Regions from separate parts of the Rattus norvegicus genome. Here region 1 is linked to region 2. A link is a contact called in public Hi-C data. All regions are on one chromosome and are shown on one strand. The core of a region is the stretch at or near the end of the contact, and the rest is flanking DNA. Distances in the headings are between cores, read along the strand shown.

The links. Hi-C and Micro-C count contacts between places; a contact is called where the count stands out from the background.
Region 1: a Hi-C map of frontal cortex shows a contact between it and region 2, with 2.1 times the contacts expected there. The contact joins the promoter of Dact2 here to the enhancer-like site in region 2. A contact is called at or near these places in 2 of 12 Hi-C or Micro-C datasets (the A7r5 cell line and frontal cortex).

What each region holds. Positions count from the first base shown.
Region 1 is chr1:63,861,830-63,864,567 of GRCr8, reverse strand. It overlaps Dact2 (dishevelled-binding antagonist of beta-catenin 2), which reads left to right and starts at 1,470. Exons shown (of 4, transcript NM_001107464.3): 1 at 1,470-1,712. The coding sequence starts at 1,497.
Region 2 is chr1:63,823,893-63,826,592 of GRCr8, reverse strand. No RefSeq gene overlaps it. Among named protein-coding and RNA genes, the nearest start is that of Dact2, 38 kb to the left of the region's middle. Within about 2 kb of position 1,427, at least 27 of the 93 cell types and tissues checked have an H3K27ac peak or open chromatin away from gene starts, as enhancers often do.

The DNA of each region.
Region 1 (2,738 bases), core at 221-2,720, 38 kb before region 2:
CAATCAGGCAGTGCCTTCTCAGTCATCACACACACACACACACACACACACACACACACACACACACACACAAAACAGTAAAAAGAGGAAAAAGTAAGTGTAACGAAGTAAAAATAGAGAGTAAAACTTTTTTTCCCCCGGAGCTGAGGACCGAACCCAGGGCCTTGCGCTTGCTAGGGAAGCGCTCTACCACTGAGCTAAATCGCCAACCCCAAGAGTAAAACTTTTTAACAGGGCTCAGTACTGGGGACCTGTGATCCAGGTACACAGAGGAGGCTGGAGTTCCTTGGAGACCAGCCTAGTCTGTGTAGAATGAGCTGCTGTCGTGAGGCCCTGTCTCAGAACCAAAACAAAACAAAAACAGGGAAGTAAAATAAATAGAAACCTGCAGACTGGAGGAAACATTCTGGGAATCCTGCATCTAAGAAGGAAATTGTAAAAAAGGAAAGTGCAGGAGACTCTGGTCTTAGTTACTAAGGAGATCACCAACTAAAGCAAGCAGAGTACCTGAATGAGGGATTCTACCGGGAAAAGATACTTAACCTCCTCCCGCCTCAGGAGTCGCTGCCAGCTACACTCCACAAGCCTGGGCGCTCTGGATGGAGGCAGTGGGTGCAGCTGGCACCTTTCCACCCCGGCTTCGGCTTCGGAGGAAAAAAAGGTAAGCACTCCAGAAAGCGGTTTCTTCCGTAGCCACCCGCGATCCAACAATTCTGCCTTCCGTAGATACTCAAGAAGAGGAAAGCATTTCCATCCTGCCTGTGTGCAGAAGTGGGGTGGCAACTTCTTCCTAACTTACCACTGGAGAAACACGAAAGCTATAGACACTGGGTCAGTAAATTGCTGCAAAATGGGCGCGCCCGGAAGTCTAACAACAGCAAAATACCCGGATCGCAGGATTCCACTCAGGACATTGTCCAAAGGAGACCAGTGGGGGCCTCTGAGCATGGAGTGAGTAAAGGAGGTGGGGGCGACAGATAATGTGCAGCTTCCTTCTGGAATCCAGACAGTGTTGCTGAAGTGACCACCATGGTGAGAGCTGCACACCTCAGGAACTTACTAGACGCTTCCTTAAAGGTGCGTAGTATGTGTTTGAAAGCTGGACTCAGTAAACGGAGAAGCAAACATGTACACTGGGAAACCTGGTAGAGGATTTTCCATTTTAATCAGCTTACAAATGATTCTTGCAATGTGATTTTTTTTTTAATTTAAAAACCTAAACAAAACCTTTCTCCTCCTGTGCCTAAGCTCTTTTCTGTCCCTTGGCGGAGGGACTCTTGGCCTACCCTCATGAGCTCACAGGTCCCAAGGGCTCAGGGGTTGGGCGAGGGCGCGGCCGGTCGACAGGGCGGGCAGGGGGCGGCCGCTGTGACCTGGGGCGTCGCAAACACCGCCCTCCGCGGCCAGTGATAGGTCCCACCCCACCTAGGCGACCTGCGGACGGGGGCGGGGAGACGCGGCGGGGACGCGCGGTGCGGCGGTTGAGCGTCCGGGAGATGTGGGCACCGAGCGGCCCGGGGCCCGCGGGCTGGGACCGCCGCAGGGTGGGCGCGCGACTACGAGCAGCACTGGCGGGGCTGCAGGAGCTTCAGGGGCTGCGCGCCACGCAGCAAGCGCGAGTGCGGGGAGCCCTGGGCCTGCACCCAGCGCCAGGGCCCCGCGGCCAGGAGCTGAGGCTGGAGGCGGCGCTGGCCGCGCTACGGGAGCAGCTGGTAAGAAGCAAGTGGGGCACGAGCGGCCGAAGGGGCGTGCTGGGGCGCGATCCGGGCGCAGTTGTGTGGAATGTGCGAACGGAGAGGCCAGATGCGAGGCTGCGTGGGGAGCGCGCTGCGGGGCGCGAGCTGGAAAGCCGCGCGCGGAACCCGGGGTTGACTGCGCACCGCCTCAACGGCGGATACAACCTTGGTGCGGCGGCGCGCAAGTCTGGCTAGACACTGTGCTGTTGTGATGGGGATGCGTGGACTCCATTCCGCCAGAAAGGAGTCTGCGCACACCCTGACCTCATCCCGGGAGCAGGTCAGCAGGCAGCACAGCGTGAACTTGAGCCGCAGGGCACTGTACTAGGTTCGCCTGGGTCATTGCGGAGTCTTGCCGGCTGAGAATGTCTCCTAGATTGCATGTCACCTGATTCGTTAAAAAATCAAAACAAAACACGAGTGTCCTCTGGTCTGCACAACGTGTGAGAGGGGACTGGTGGCTCTTTCTCAGCTATCCGCACCCATCGAGTCCTCCTCTGTAGACCACTGGGGTCCCCCAGGAGTAGAATTGCAACCCGTTTCTAGAAACAGCTCAAGATCTTTTCCGCCCTGGTGCTGCAGTGTTTTTAAAATAACAAAATAATGCACACTCAAAAGAGTATGGTGGAGTCGTTGTCCATAACTCTTTAAGTGGGATTTCTTTCATGGTGAAATTTAGATCTGCCCCGTTGAGAGTAGCCTCTTGGTAAAGTTCAGGGTGAGACAGTTGTTTTCAATCAGCTTTAGCTCAGAATAGTGTTGGGTTTGTGACTAAACCAGGAAGTCCAGTGTCTGAGTCACTACTCCCCAGGACACCTGGAATCTTCCCTGAATGTGAGAGATCTGGCTGAGGGCGGAATCCAGCTGGCAGCCTCCTCCAGTCTGAGACGCCCAGATGCTGCCCAGACAGGGACATGGCTGCTGTGGACTGGACCCTGCACACCATTGCACCCACAGGACCAAGGAGGCATTACAACAGGTGTCTGTCTTTCGAGGGGCTCC
Region 2 (2,700 bases), core at 178-2,677:
TCAAGACTCAGGTCTTGCAGCAGGATGCCAGCCCAGGGCCCCGCAGAGCAGTGCTGGCTCTGTATCCTCCTCAAGCTTGTGTTTGCCCAGGACAGCCCTGAACTGGGAGATGCATATCACAGCCTCCATTGGGGAACAGGGCATCCTGCAGGGAAATAAACCCAGGAAGTTCCAGTGCTCCTGCGAGCGGCATATTGCAGCTCTGTGGTGAGCCTGCACACAGGTGCTCGCCGCTGGCCCTGCCCCTGCCCCTGGGGTTGGCATCCATGTACTTCATGGTGGGATACTTGGAGAGAGGAGGATAGGTGAGCAGCCCTCTTTTGCTGATGTTGCATGGTGCCAATGGGCTTGAACCTTCAAGAGGAGCCTGTACCATGAGAGGCTGGCCACCATCATTCCTACAGCACTTGCTCAGACTCCACAGGAGCCACGTTTGTCCTCCAGACAGACCAACTCCATCTGAGTGCTCCTTCTACCAGCACATGTGCCCTGTTAACCCAATAACTCCTTCACTCTGGCATCTTTGTTCCCTTAATCATCCTTGAATCCATTCACTCATTCCTTCTTTCACTCTTATCACTTCCGCAGCTTAGGAGGCAAAAGCGTCAGGTGGGAAGCGTGACTTGAGAGCACAGGATTAGGAAAATAGAATGTGAGGTGGGAGGAAGCTGCTCTGGGGACACTGGAGCCCTTATCTGTATGCTGGGACAGTAAGTTAGCAAACGGATACGGTAACACATAGACCAGTTCATCTGTGGGTTTAAGTACCAAGCTGACAGTGAGCCAGCTTCATTTCCCAAACAGATTACTGTGGGTTTTTTCTTTTCTTTTTCTTCTTAACACGTGTTCATCCAGGGAGAAAAACAATTCCAAAGCCCGTCTCCAGCTAATCAATCACAATCTTTGTACAATTCCACTACACGCTACAGGCAAAGCTGCCTTCCACCCGCAGAACTACTCCCAGATCTACGGCCTTTGAGGGGGCCGGGGAGGTTCTCACTCTCTGACTGTCAGGTAACACCAAGCAGGGCAGCAGCCGACCCTCAGACAGGTGCCCAGGTACCAGGGCTATAGACATCTTTGTTGTCCCACAAGCAGTCGGGCCCACACCCCACCTCAGGACCATCTTAGCTCCAGGCCAGCTGGACTTCTAAATATGTTCACTGGGTGCTTTTCTAAAATGTAGGCATCGCTCCTCTCCCCAAACTCCCAACTCTGTGGTTTTTGCTTATTCACACTTAGCTGATGGAGGCTCTATTTTGTACATTGCTCATTTCATTTCTATTTTTACTTGATTGATCAATTTCCCAAGTAACATTCTCTACACAATTTTCATTTTTAGCCCAAGAACTTCAGGTTCTACCAATTTGCATGATTGAAAAAAAAAAAAAAAACCCAGGCAGGTCCACGCGCATGCGCTGTGCCAGCATCTGAGGGGATCAGGATGGGGGTGGCTCGGCCTGCTCTCTGCTCCCGAGGTGTCAGGTGGGCTCTGTGATACCCGGTTCTCACTGATCTCTCCTTTAGCCTTCCACACTGTAACAGCGCCAGCTATTCCTCCTGGCTATCACATCCATTGTGGCTTCTCTTTGAAATGTAACACCAACTGGCACAGTCACTGAAGGGCGGATGCGGATCATTGGATAAAGCCAGCCCGGCATTAATTTCCTGAGCTTGGCAAGAAAATCACTGTATCAGAGCCACTTAGCTGAGCCCTGCCCCCAGCCCTCCACCGGTGCCAGGAAGCCAGGACGGTGTCATCCCAGAGAGCCTCTAAGGGGTAAACATAATCACAGAGCCCCTCATAATTCAGAGCCTTATATAAGCAGCGTGGGAGATCCCCGTTGCTAGGTGCTGGAATCCCTATAACACTGTCTTATGAGCCGGTGATGGGCGAGAGAGACCAGCGCCCCGGCAGCAGTCTGAACTTCTCAACACTGCCACAAAGACTGACAGCTCTGGTGAAAGCTGCTGTGTTTCAAGGATTTTCACGTTAATGCAAGAGGAGAGCCGTGGTGTGGCTTGGGATGTGGAGTTGGCATTTGATTTTCAGATCTGAATTCTGCTCTACAGATTAGCTATATCCCTAGAGGAAGCCTTCAAATTCCTGGGACATTTCTTCCATGTCAATGAAATAAATAAATAGATATAGATATATAGATATAGATATAGATATATAGTGTGTATGTCTCTGTGTGTGTATATATATGTATATATATACACACATATATATATATATATATAGTATATATATCATTTGCATGGAACACTTCCCAACATGAACCATTTTTACAGATGGGACTGAGCCGCAGCCTAGCTCGTAGCTCACCATCCCGTGTAGGCAGGTGTGTGTTTGCTCCTAAGCAGTCATGGAACAAGGTGAAGAAAGCTGAATAGAGTGGTGTGGGCTCCTGGCTCCGTGCCTCTGACAGCAGATATGTGACACAGTCTTCAGGCTGAAGTTAAAAAAAAAAAAGTCCCACCTGCCTAGGTGTAAGAATAATTCTACACCACTCTGGTGAAAAGAAGACTCTCAGTGGTCCCCCTCCCCACCCCAGGCAGCAAACTCCATTTGTCTGTTCCAGTGGTTAAAGTATGTCTCTTTTAAAAACATGTATATGTGTGTTACATGTATCTGTGTGTTTATATGTGTCTGAGTATAGGTGTGTATAGGTGTGCACATTATGTTCGTAGAGGTCC